Linked DNA regions of Mus musculus: region 1 is linked to region 2. Evidence: chromatin contacts called from public Hi-C data. All regions are on one chromosome and are shown on one strand. Each heading gives the region's core, a stretch centred on a gene start, on an enhancer-like site or on the middle of the called end of the contact. The rest is flanking DNA. Distances are from core to core; before and after follow the strand shown.

The links. A called contact is a pair of places that touch in the nucleus more often than the background predicts.
Region 1: a contact with region 2 is called in a Hi-C map of liver, with 1.6 times the contacts expected there. The contact joins two enhancer-like sites. A contact is called at or near these places in 1 of 15 datasets of contacts at CTCF or cohesin (the NIH/3T3 cell line), 4 of 484 Hi-C or Micro-C datasets (the N1E-115 cell line, embryonic stem cells, liver and 1 more), 1 of 115 datasets of contacts at active chromatin or transcription factors (embryonic stem cells) and 1 of 9 other capture datasets (embryonic stem cells).

The regions. Positions count from the first base shown.
Region 1 is chr11:85,692,530-85,699,245 of GRCm38.p6, forward strand. All of the region lies in intron 22 of Bcas3 (breast carcinoma amplified sequence 3), which reads left to right. Among named protein-coding and RNA genes, the nearest start is that of Bcas3os1, 24 kb to the right of the region's middle. Within about 2 kb of position 4,387, at least 71 of the 459 cell types and tissues checked have an H3K27ac peak or open chromatin away from gene starts, as enhancers often do. A contact at or near this core is called in liver, where this site is marked.
Region 2 is chr11:85,661,767-85,668,030 of GRCm38.p6, forward strand. All of the region lies in intron 22 of Bcas3 (breast carcinoma amplified sequence 3), which reads left to right. Among named protein-coding and RNA genes, the nearest start is that of Bcas3os1, 55 kb to the right of the region's middle. Within about 2 kb of position 1,800, at least 3 of the 459 cell types and tissues checked have an H3K27ac peak or open chromatin away from gene starts, as enhancers often do. A contact at or near this core is called in liver, where this site is marked.

The DNA.
Region 1 (6,716 bases), core at 3,137-5,636, 33 kb after region 2:
TAGTTTGGGCTTTTATTTTCATAGTTGGAAAAGAAACTTTCACGTAATTTAAAAAATATTTTAACCTGGAGTAAGGGAGATGGGTCATCAGTTCAGAGAACTCGTTGCTCTAACTGAGGACTGGAATTTAGTTCCCAGCACCCACCCACATGGAGGCTCAAAACCACCTGTCCCCAACCCTGGGGGATCTCACTCCTAATCCCTAGGCATCAGACCTGCATGTGGTGGACATGCATGCAAGCCGGTAAAACCCAAGCTCTTTCTCCAGCTCATACTTGGCTTCTCCCTCCTTTCCTCTTCTTCTCTGGCCCTTCTCCTCCTCCCTCTCACAGACATGACTCCTATTTGGAAGACCTTGGGCTTTAGCTGAACTGTTTTTGTGAAGGGAAATCCTTTACTGTTTTTCTTTGAGATTCTCTTAAGCCCAGTTATACTGAAAACCTATGGAGACTGTAGGCATTCTGAAATCTCTAAACTGATGCTGCCTGCACAGGAAACTATAATTTATCATGGTTTTGAGGCAGGCCCAGTCCAAATTGGTGAATCACTTTCTTACGCTTCTAAATTATTCTTTTAAATACCGCTGTTTGGTTTCAGACCCTGGGACAAGGGACTGAGGCACATATTTTACTCATCAAAACAGACCTGGCCTCCAGGTCCCCTAGCCTCCCTCAGTCCCTCCCTGGCATACATATCCTTCCTCCAGCCCTGAACTTCCCAGCCCAGGGGTTGGTCTGTCCTCCTCCTTCTCTCTCTGCTCCCTTGCCCTTTCTTTCTTTCTCTTCTCCCCTGCCCCGCCCCCACCCCCCATGGCGACTTCCCTGGAATCATCCTTGGGGCCAGTGAAGCAGCTTCCCAATAAACACGCCTTTAATATAATCTAATCTGAGTAACATCGGCTCATTTCACCGGTGCAGAGGAGCAGTAGCAGAGAGCTGCTAACTGTGTCCCATGTGACCAGACCACAACCTGCTATCGGGTTTCTTTAAAAAAAATTCCTGTTGATCCTATATTACACACACACACACACACACACACACACACACACACACACACACACTTGTAGGAATTATCTTTCTGTTGTTGCCCCATTTCACAGAGCAAAACCAGGTTTATACAGATTTTAGAACTACCTTAGTGTCCTACATGTGGCAAAGCCATTTAAGCTGGTCCCTCCTTTCAGGTCTAGAGCTGAGATGCAGACCCATGCTAGGCATGTCGGAACTGTGTCCTCAGGAAAGGCGAGGAGGCAGTGGTGGCTGTGGGTTGTCTTCACCGTGCTGTGTGTTCCCTACAGCCTAGGGGCTCTTTATTCTGAGAGTATCCTGTATAACTGTGGGGACTGAAGGTAGTGGTTTAGAATTAGAGACACATCAACAAAAGGGTCACTTTCCTAAATATTATTATCTAACAGAGTCGGGGATTATTTTTCTTTTAGTTTTGGAACTCCTTGGAATATTACATTTTTCACATCCCTGGTATACACCCCTAACTTCCGACAACCCAGGACGAGTGTTTTCTTAAGTGGAGAAAGGCCTTTGGGTGCCTAGCATATACAAAGCCGTAGGTTCAGTCCCTAACACTACATAAACCAGGCCTGGTGACGCAATGCCTATAACTTCAGCAACTGGAAAGTGGAAACAGGACAGTCCAGTTGGCTGCATAGTAAATCTGAGGCCAACCTGGGTTATCTGAGACTTTATATTAAGAAAAGAGGGCTGGGACCAGAGTGATGGACAGTTCCTTCAAGACCTACTTCAGTCTGGGTTAAGTCTTCCTGCTTTATGCATGTTTTGAACCCCTGTAGTGCCACCTGCAGAAAGGATAGTTATTATCATTATTACAGTATCTTTCTTATTGCTGTTTGAGAATCAGGTATCTGCTTAACATATCACTACTGCAAGATTTGAGCTAGTAAAAGTGCTTTGTCTGTCTCAGTTGGGATTTCATGGAGTTTGCCTCAGTCTGACTGTGTTTCCAGATGGAGCCCTGTGCCCCTGTGTTTGTTTCATGCCTAGAAGAAGTCATTGCTTTGTAAGGATCTGCAGCTGAGTGACACTCCCTGGGGACTAAAGGAGTGGCTATTTGGAGTAGGAGTGTGATAAACTTCATTACTACTTAAGAAGGCTCTGAAAATACTTCCCCTCTGTATTATCTGGCTGTACTCTTAAGGGAGCAGTGGAAATGAGGGGTGGGGTGGGGCAATGAAGGTTAGAGCTGATGGGGCAGGCCCTGAAAGCTCAAATCTCCTCTCAGAAGCTTCACACCTTTGTGCCCCAGGGAAGAGTTTTGACCCCCAAGCTTTTACAGATTTCCTAATAAAATCTGAGTTTCCCAGACCCTTGTGTGGCTAATAGCTTTTGCAGAAACAAGTTTCTACCTGAAGCCAGCCCATCAGCCCAGCTCCTCATAGGTCATCATCCAGTTCTAAAATAGAACGTTAGTGTGGCCTCCTGTGCAAGGTAAATATCCCTAGGAATATTTCTATTTTAACTGTCCATGATCATAAAGTCAGCATGATAAAGGGAGAGAGCCTGGTGCTCTTCCCTGTCCAGGTTGAGTAAAGAGAGGACCAAGACAAGGGGTAAGCCCCCTGCTCCAGATCTGAAGCCCGAATGGGTTCTAGGAACCCTCCCCAGTTCACCCAGGGACTCTGGCCAAGCTGCAGCCCTTGTCCCCCTGCCCCTCTAGTTTTTGTTTTGTTTTTGTGTAACTTAAAAATGAAATATCAGCAAGTTCTTTCACTTTTGAACCTGCCTCTCATTCTATCTCTCCGAACAGCAGATACTATTTTCTGATAAAGTTTTCTGCAGGATCCCAAACAGACGTGAGAGAAGACGCTTTGGCTAACGCGGGTGCGTGCTGGGAGAAGCCCTTTCTGGCTCTGCTGCTAGCTCTGGGTGCTTTCTTGCTCCAGTTTAGGTGAGCTTTCCTCCAGCTGTGCCAGTCCATAATTCTGATTAATGTGAACTGAGTCTTAGTTATATTTTTTCTTTTTGTTCTCTACTCATATCAGGGAGAGATGTCTTGAGCTGTACTGTGTGACTTAAGGTAGTAATCACTGTAATACATCAACACAAAGAACTAGCATGGGTGTAAGCATGTGGAAACCACAGATTTACAGCAGAAACCCTCATCTCTGTGAAGAGAGAGGAGACAGATACCCTGGATTGCTGGACTCTGCCCACTGGTCCTAGTTCCCAGCTCCCGCCTTTGTTTGCCCAAGGCCCCGTGACCACGCACAAGGAAAGCTGTGGACTTTGGAACTCGAAGGGATTGCCTTGATTCCCCATGCCCCCTCTCTGATTGTGAGCAGGCTGACATGTTTCGATTCCTACCCATCTTCTTAATAGAGACCTTGCAGACTCTTGTAAACTGCTGAAGAAATCGCAGGCTTCCCTACAAAGGAAAGGACTGTCCTTCCCTGGGGTGCCCTGTGGCTGCCGTCACAGTGGCTGCTGGGAGGGACGGGCACCTCCACGTCCAGACTGCCTTGCAGTCTCACTCACAGTTTTCTGAATTGCATCACTGTAATCAACCACGTTCCTTTGGCCGATGCCGCCGGCTCACCGTGAGCTGTGGTGTTGACTAGCCAACAGCTTTTGCACTGATTGTGAGAACCACACATCTGACTCGAAACTTCCCACCAAAAAGGAATACTGTTTTCTAAGTCAGCCCTGCTCTGTCCCAGGCACTTCAGATGTGTTGATTCTTCCAGACTCTGTGACTGGCCGGGTAGAGGCTGGAAGACAGAATAGGTACAGGGTTTCCACGGTCTTCCTCAGGTATTTATAGCCAGTGGCTTGCAGACAGGCAGACTGCACTGGTCCCAAATGAGTATCTTTTGTCTCAAATGGACAAGTTTGAGAATTTGGCATTTTTGACAAATGAGTTAGCCACTTGAGTTGCTCATGCACGGATTTGATGGTTTGGCAGGTGGAGTTATTCTATTATGTTAAAATTTATTAACAAGGGCTTAATTTCATTCCAAACAGATTGTGTCAAGGCGCCCGTGCACTGCGGAATACAGTGAAATATGAGAGTCTTGAGCTTTTAGTGGATGTTGAGTGCGAGACCCTGGCTCAGCCTACCTCTCTCTAAGCAGCCACAGCCACGAAACTTTCCTGACCTTTTCACCCTTCAACTTTGTTTGAACTTGGAAGACTTTTGAAGCAAGGAGGGTGTGGGGAGAGGGGAGTGTGGGGTGAGGTGGGGGAGAGGTTGGTTGGTTGGGGAAGACTATGGAAGAGAGATGCAGACTGGGGTGGGGGTACTGATTATATGTTAGCTAACAGTAATACCAGGAGAATAATCCTCCTCTGTGTATGAGTTTCTGCTACTGCGAGCTGGGGTAATCAGCTCACATGACATACTCAGAGGCTAATGCTAGCCTGTGCTGTTTGTGAGCGTATTCAAACAAAGGCTGATTATTTAAACAAGAATTTGGGCTGCAGCAGTTGGACCAGTTAAATTATAGTTAGTAAAACTTGGCGCCTTGTGAGCTTGGAATGTTTCAATTGCAGCTGGATCTTCATTTGTCAGGCAGCCTCACTGAACAACAAAACCAGAGATTTCTATCTCCCCAGGACTCCATTTAACTCCTTGGATGCAAAGAGCAGTGTGCCAACTATCATAGTTTGGAGTGCTGGCAACTTCCGCGTCCTGCGGTGCCTGAGGTGGTGACCAGCCGCATTTTGCTGCTGCTCTGTGAGAAGGCGGGAGGGCGAGAGCAAGAGATTCTTTTCCTTAGATCTTATACTAGAGAGAGAATAGTTGATACTCATTTATTCCATTAACTGATTTTATTAAGTGCTATGATTGAGAAAGCTCCATGCTGGATAAAGCTTACAAAAACTGGGCAGTGGTGATGCACTTCTTTAATCTTAGCCCTTGGGAGGCAGAGGAAGGAAGGTATCTGAGTTCAAAGCCAACCTGGTCTGCACAGCAACTTCTAGGCCAGTGAGAGTGGCGTAATGAGACCTTCCATTAAACAAAAGTTGCCTTAGTGATTTGGTGATGTGTCAGTGAAGATGAGCATCTTTGGAGTGATTTAGTCACTATGTATGGACCAACATTCAGAGTGAGCCAGATAAGGGCAAAGGGACTTAGGCAGGAAATACAGAAGGCAGTGTGAGAGAGTAGCTGAGAGCCTGCATCAAGGTCAGGGGGTCAGAAGAAAGAGGAAGTGGCCATCCACAGTTCCCCTTCTTTTTTGAAGTTGCTGTCTTTAATAAACTAACACGTATTGGGACTGTACCATACGCCAGGACACTAAATTATCAAAATAACTCTCTGAGAGACTCAACGAATCCTAGTGACTTTCCCAAGTCCATGCAGCAAGAATGATGTCTTAAACCTAGGTAACTTCAGATCCCAACTTCTTAGCACCAGGCTCTCTCCCTTTATCTTGCTGACTTTATGATCATGGACTAGGTGTGCTTTCATGTAGAGGCCTCCGTGTAGAATGGCAATTGTGAGAAGATTTCTGTGCACGGGTGACTGCCACACTGGAGAGGACCTGGGTGTGACAGTTGCCACCCTACACTGGTTTAAACTTGTGGGCTGCAATGAAACTCAGCAAATGGTTCTGCCATCTGACTGACTCTGTCACAGTCCAGTCTTATAGTTACTTCCCACAGAGCTTTGAAAGCAGCAAGAGCCGCCTTTGGCGAGGTATCGGCCTTTACGGCTTTGCCTTTTCTGGGAAATACATCTGATGCCGTTAGTGTATGGCTCTCTGCTTCCCAGATTCCGTGGGGTATCGGCACCATGTTCTTGTCCTCTGTTGACCTTGCCACTGTCTTGTTTTCTTTCCTGTCTTCTTTGATATACTCTGTTATTGTAAGCCAGGCTGTGGCTTCTGGGAGGAGTGATTGGCAGGGTCAGAGAGACTTAAGCACTGAGACGTGTGTCCCAGAGGTGGAAGCCAGATTTCCTCTCAGGGCGCCGAGGCCAAGCTCCCGTGACGGCTTTATGGGCTAGAAATAGCAAAATCAAAATGGATATTGCAGAGTCCAGACACGCAAACAAGAAATCCAAATGCTTGGAAACCTAAGACTTTACATTTTTATCGGTAGTTTTTTCGGTTTTTCACAACTGAAGCAAACTAGTACACCTCCAAGCCAGCTTCTCCTCCGAGCAGTAGACATGGTGGGGATACAGTTCTTCCAAGCTGATTGTGTCTGCTCAGTTTTCGAATGTGAAGGTGCAAGCCACCATAGAATTGATAGATGTGGTTAATCGGCACCACCATCTTTGATTAGCTGAGAGGACAGCCCCCTGCATGGAGTTTCGATGGTAGGCCTGTGGAAGATGCCCATTTACCCTAGAGGAAAGCCTGGCTGTGAGCTGACTGTAGCTCTACAGATTTCCGGGTTTGGGTTTTACTCGGTCCTCAAAGTTTTTAGCCGAAAGCACTGAGCCCCTCAGAGAAGCTATTAAAAGGGCAGGGAGCAGCTTTCCTTGTCCTGCAGTGGTGATGAGTGTGGTGGTCTAAGGATGAGTTACTTTCCCTGTCTGATGTTAATCATCTCTCTGTTATCAGTGACTAGAAGATTAACACAGAAAGGACTTCATTCCCTTTGGTGATCATGTTTCAGCACGTCACTCAGGAGTAACAGAGGATAACATGCAACTGTTAAGATCTCGATCATGCTAAAAGTATTAAACTTGGCTTTCAGAGATTAGCTTTTTCCTACTTAAAACTAAGAACTCAA
Region 2 (6,264 bases), core at 550-3,049:
AGTGCTGTAGAGGCAAGAGTTGTATCACCAAAAGCCCAATAAAGAACTATTGAGTTGGCTTCCAAGGGCATTGGTATGGTCAGGGTTGAGCCTTCTCTATAAGGCAGCAGTCGCTCCCTGAAGTTTTCTCTTTTTGAGTACAGGCTAACAAGCTAATGGTTGGAGTAGTGATCCATATCGTACCATGTTCTTCTCTTCTGTGACCACGCTGTGACCTCGAAAAACAAAAGTTAGGGAACGGAAGTAACTAACTGACAATTACAGTGGCTGATACACTCCAGTTTAAATAGAAGTGTCCTCGGTTAAAATATGGTTCATTCATCGGTCAAACTGTCCTTATTTCCTTTAATTGAATTAAGATGGACAAATGAGAGATGTGTGCAAGGCAAGGAAAAAAGTCCTTTCACAAATCACTGTTATCCTCCCTCTGAGTGTAAAACGAATCAATTAAAAGCATGTCACAGCATCTTTGACTCTTGAGAAGTTTTAGCACAGAAGTATTTGTAAAAAAAAAAAAAATTATATGCCTAGATGAAAAATTACTTACCTTTTACAGTTAAACACAATTTAGTATCATCTGTTTGAATTGTGGTTAGTTTATATTCTGTGTTTCCATTTGACTACAAGTATTAGCCTTGTGCCAAACAAATTCCCTTGATTTTTCCATCTCGTCTTCAAGTTGAATAGCAAATAGCCTATTTCACAGATGTACAGTTTGCTTCTCTATTGTCTTTTCCTAAATAGTATTTCTTGATGAGAGATGTGATAGGAAGACAGAACATGTGTTTGTGCATGTGCACACCTTAACCCAGATACTTTGAGAGACAGCCTTTTTTCTTTTTTGTGTGTTATGCAATGTAGGTTATTTATGAAGCCATACACATTGTATACGTGGGTTTTGTTTTAAGGTGTATGTTATTTGAAATACCTGCCTGTCCCTGTACCTTCACTTTGTTTTTCTGTGTATGCACACAGCTTTACCCTGTGTTGCCCAGAGCCAGCTCTGTTTATACCTTTTCCTATGTATACGTGGTTTTTCCTGCTGTTTAAATTCGGTCATAGATATGCTCATAATTCGTTCTATTTGTTGCTCTGAATTTTTTCCAGAAGTGTTTATGTGGAATACATTTGGCTGGGGTCAGGGTGAGTGAAACAAGTCTTACTTGTTCAAGCCTTTGGAAGTTTCTAAGTGCTTTTGCTTTCTACATGTGAATTCTTTACAGACTCAACTTGATAACCAACTCTTAAGATTTGAAAAGTTATCAGGACATCAGGATAGACCCTTCACTAAGATATGTTAAGAAGTCACTCAAAATACTCTTCAGAGCCTTCTGTGTTGGGCCTGTGTCTCTGGTGTGCATTAATTCTCAGAAAGGTTTCTGGGCTATCTGTGGAAGTCTCTTGTCATTGTCCTTTACAAGGGACAGAGAGCATGGATATGAATTATTGAGGAGCACTGCTTGCCAGCACAGTCACACTTGATATTTCCCCTTATTTTTCTGCCTGAAAATTTTTCATCTTTCAGTTCCTGGAGCTGAAGGGAATGTTTTTCCCCTTTCACAGTAATAAATAAATAGAGTTTTAGACCCAGGGCAGGAAACGATACCATGGGCTGACATGTTCCGGGTTATTTATTGATGATTTTGCTATGGGCAGTATGAAGTGTGTGTCACTTGTCATTAGCAGTAACAATTTCAGCACATTACATTCTTTTTTATTTACTCTGGTGGCAACATGTTTCTGAACAGGGCCACTGGCTGTGGGTCAAGAGGTCAGACTTTGAGGTTAAGAGTAGATGGGTCACTTGCTATTAACCTGAGGTTAGAAGTTTGTGGGGGTTTCTTGCCTGTGATGTTGTTTTTCTTAACAGATTTCTTCCTATTTTAGTGACGTGCTGAATTAACTAATCTTGCCCAGTTGTAGACTGTTTCTCCTTTCTGGCCTGAGTTTTTATCATCAAGGTATTTTTCTTTCCTATCCAAGTCCCTTTCTAGCAAATGTCCTAGGCCATAAAGCTGTGCTGACTCTAAGGTTTAAAACCTTTCCTCTCTTTGGCACCAGATGCTAGTGTTCAAATGCAGTCATCATTCTGGATTTTCTCTGCACTTCCACACCAAATTGCCAGTGCAGAGCAAAATTTCAGGGTTACATTTATGTGTCTTTGTCCAGGACAGTTCATCTTAGTTTAAATAGTCTCCAGCTCTTAGACTGGCAGCTTCTGTTTCTGTTTAACTTTAATGATCTGTTTGGGCCCTGACTGTAGGGAAGCTCTTCTAACTATTCTGCAAGGAGAGGTGTCTTCTCTTAAAGTACATTTGCCTTTGAAAGCTGTCTGAATGGAAAGAGGCTCCTTGTATTGTGAATATTCTCTGCTATTTCCTCACAGGAGAACTTGCAGACAGTGCCTACTTTGTGCATGTATAGGCCACCCTATGAAGAACTAAGTGGATTTTAGGTCTTTTATACCAACAGTCTTCCTCTTAGATCTCAGCTTTTTTGATTACTTGAATTTTTATGTATCTTTAACAATTCTTGGTGATTTCCTTTCTCTGTATAATCTCAGCAGAATGTACATCTTACCTTTTGAATAAGCACATAATGTGTGCAGTGTGTGTACAAGCAAGAAACGATGCTTAATGTTCAGCTTGTCAGAGGGGAGCCCTGAGATGAATGTATTCAAAGAAGGAGAGGGGCGAGGGATTGAACCTAGGGTTTTGTGAATGCTAAGAACCCTAGTCCTTATTAAAATGTTAATATATGGGACTTATTGATAAAGAATCTTTGTTTCAGTTCTATACCCAGCTAACATAATCATTCAGTTCTTTCACACAGTGGCAAGAGCTGACAACTATTGCACTTTTTCTCAAGAAGCTATTTGTGTGTTATGTTTTTGTGAGACTGAATATTTGTTGCCTAGTCTGATATGCAACTCTGGGATTAAGTCATGCACTTGCTTCAGCCTTCTAAGGAAGCAAGACTTCTAGGACTTTAGTACTACTCTAGTACCAGCTAGAGATCTTTTAAAGGCATACTTCACTATGAAAATATAAGTGTAAAAAAACTGATGTGCAGATTATAGAACTATATTGAGGATTAACTTTAAGTGTTATAATAACAGTAGTAGTAGCTTCAGTGTTATAATTTATTCAGCCATGACATTAATGGTGAGGAAGATTTGGGGATGCTTAGTGACAGTGGAAGCATACTCAAGAACAAATAGATGCTGAGTAACCTGGGGACTTGGGCATGGTGGCTAAAGAGTACTGGTGTACTGTAATGGCTATTGAAGGGAATCACTTACAGGGCTTATAAGCACAGACAGAAGATAGACAGACTAGAGGCAAGTAGTAGAATGAAAAGCAGGAGATACTATAAAATCACATGATAGACATTGTCCCAATTTATTAGTAACAAAGGGTCCATAACATTAGAGTTTTAAATTCTGACCTTAGGAAAGCGGCCTTCAGGCCGTGCCATTTGCTTATGCCTGTGGTTGGGAATGTTGAGGCATGTTCTGTTAGCAGCAAGCAGTCATTGTCTTTTCTTCACTTTTTTTTTTTCCATTTTTTATTAGGTATTTAACTCATTTACATTTCCAATGCTATACCAAAAGTCCCCCATATCCACCCACCCCCACTCCCCTGCCCACCCACTCCCCCTTTTTGGCCCTGGTATTCCCCTGTACTGGGGCATATAAAGTTTGCAAGTCCAATGGGCCTCTCTTTCCAGTGATGGCCGACTAGGCCATCTTTTGATATATATGCAGCTAGAGTCAAGAGCTCCGGGGTACTGGTTAGCTCATAATGTTGTTCCACCTATAGGGTTGCAGATCCCTTTAGCTCCTTGGCTACTTTCTCTAGCTCCTCCATTGGGAGCCCTATGATCCATCCATTAGCTGACTGTGAGCATCCACTTCTGTGTTTGCTGGGCCCCGGCATAGTCTCACAAGAGACAGCTACATCTGCGTCCTTTCAATAAGATCTTGCTAGTGTATGCAATGGTGTCAGCGTTTGGATGCTGATTATGGGGTGGATCCCTGGCTATGGCAGTCTCTACATGGTCCATCCTTTCATCTCAGCTCCAAACTCCGTCTCTGTAACTCCTTCCATGGGTGTTTTGTTCCCAAATCTAAGGAGGGGCATAGTGTCCACACTTCAGTCTTCATTCTCCTTGAGTTTCATGTGTTTAGCAAATTATATCTTATATCTTGGGTATCCTAGGTTTGGGGCTAATATCCACTTATCAGTGAATACATATTGTGTGAGTTTCTTTGTGAATGTGTTACCTCACTCAGGATGATGCCCTCCAGGTCCATCCATTTGGCTAGGAATTTCATAAATTCATTCTTTTTAATAGCTGAGTAGTACTCCATTGTGTAGATGTACCACATTTTCTGTATCCATTCCTCTGTTGAGGGGCATCTAGGTTCTTTCCAGCTTCTGGCTATTATAAATAAGGCTGCTATGAACATAGTGGAGCATGTGTCCTTCTTACCTGTTGGGGCATCTTCTGGATATATGCCCAGGAGAGGTATTGCTGGATCCTCCGGTAGTACTATGTCCAGTTTTCTGAGGAACCGCCAGACTGATTTCCAGAGTGGTTGTACAAGCCTGCACTCCCACCAACAATGGAGGAGTGTTCCTCTTTCTCCACATCCTCGCCAGCATCTGCTGTCACCTGAATTTTTGATCTTAGCCATTCTGACTGGATGAGCACATTGAGTTAGAGTAAGAAAACACAGCCTTGGAGTTTCACCAAGTTCATCGTTCGCTAATCAGAGTTCATAGAGGCTTCAACGATCCCATCAGTGAACTCCTCAGTAGATAAAATTCCCATCATCTCCTGGGAGAGCAGCCTAGACTTTGGAGTTGCCTTTCAAGCACTTCCAGACCTCAGCTTCCGAGGGTTTAACGCTGTGCCGCGTATGTGCCTCTTAACTCGTAGCTAAATTTCCTTTTGGATTGCTTTCAAAGATGGAAAATGCCTATGTCAGGAAATACCTTCACTTTCCATCGAGCAGCCCCCCATTCCCACCCTGTTTCTCAGCTGTTCTGACCTCTAAGATGGGGTTCACATTTTAAAGTACAGTTGCGGATGAGAGTCTCCCTCAGCCATGACTAGTCAGCCTGCCAGGTGGGAAATGAGGAGGAAAGAGTTGAAGGTTGCCCTTCTGTCACAAACCAGCTTACCAACTCTCTGTCTCAGTTAGACTCTCAGAGTGGTGCCAGTGACTGAATGATTCTGAGAATGAATGAAGGAATACAATAAGCCTTTAGTGTAGGTACTACATTGTACACACTAACAAATTTACTTTTAATTACATTTTTTCCTTCTTCATAAACATCAATTGCACTTTTGGCCAAAAGGACAATATATGAAAGTTGTGAAGATGTGCTATTTATTTTCTTATTTCCATTTAACTGCAGATAAAATGTAAGCCATCCAGGATAATTCGTCCCTAATGGAGTATTTATTATACCATTCTTTCCGATCCTTCCCCCACCCCCAACCCCGCCCCCGCCCCCATACTTTCTCTAAAGCTGTTTTGGAAGATTCTGATTCCGAGTGATTACAGCTCTCTGCAGCTTGATCGTGGACTTGCCCTCTCTACTTTGAGCAGAAGTAATGACCTGGCTCTAGGCAGCAGTGTTTACAATCAGCAGTAATGATCAAAGCCTAGACTGATTTTTTTTAAACTTTGTGTCCTGTTAAAGAATGAGGATCTAATTTGTTTCTTGCTAGACAGTGATACCAGAAACATAGTTTCAATTCTTTTCTCCTTCTCCAAAGTACAGAAACGAGTTACAACTGCAACTCCATCTAAAGAATATCTCAGCTTCACACGTGGACAAGTATCATTTCTTGCTGCTGACAGAGCCCTGCTCTGATCCTCCCTGAAACAGGGAAGTCCAAAGAGAAGCAATCCCATAACATAGTGAATCTCAGAATTTATTTTTTCAACTGATACTTCCAGTTCTGGATTTGGTGACATTTGCCCAAAGGGAAACTCCGGTCCCACGGATTGCACTGTGCAGCCATTGTCTGAACTGTCACAAGAATAGCGCGTAAAGCTGTTTGCATAGCGTGCTAACTCTATCAGGGTCAGTTCCAGTCTGTGGCTGCTAAAAATGAAAACCATGCCCCAACCGGGACAAGAGCAGGGTCAACAGCTGGCAAAGGATATGGCAATCATTTATATAAATATGCTTTCTCAAGCCCACAAAAACAAAAAACCCCAACCCAACAGCTGGGAAGGGTTGGAAG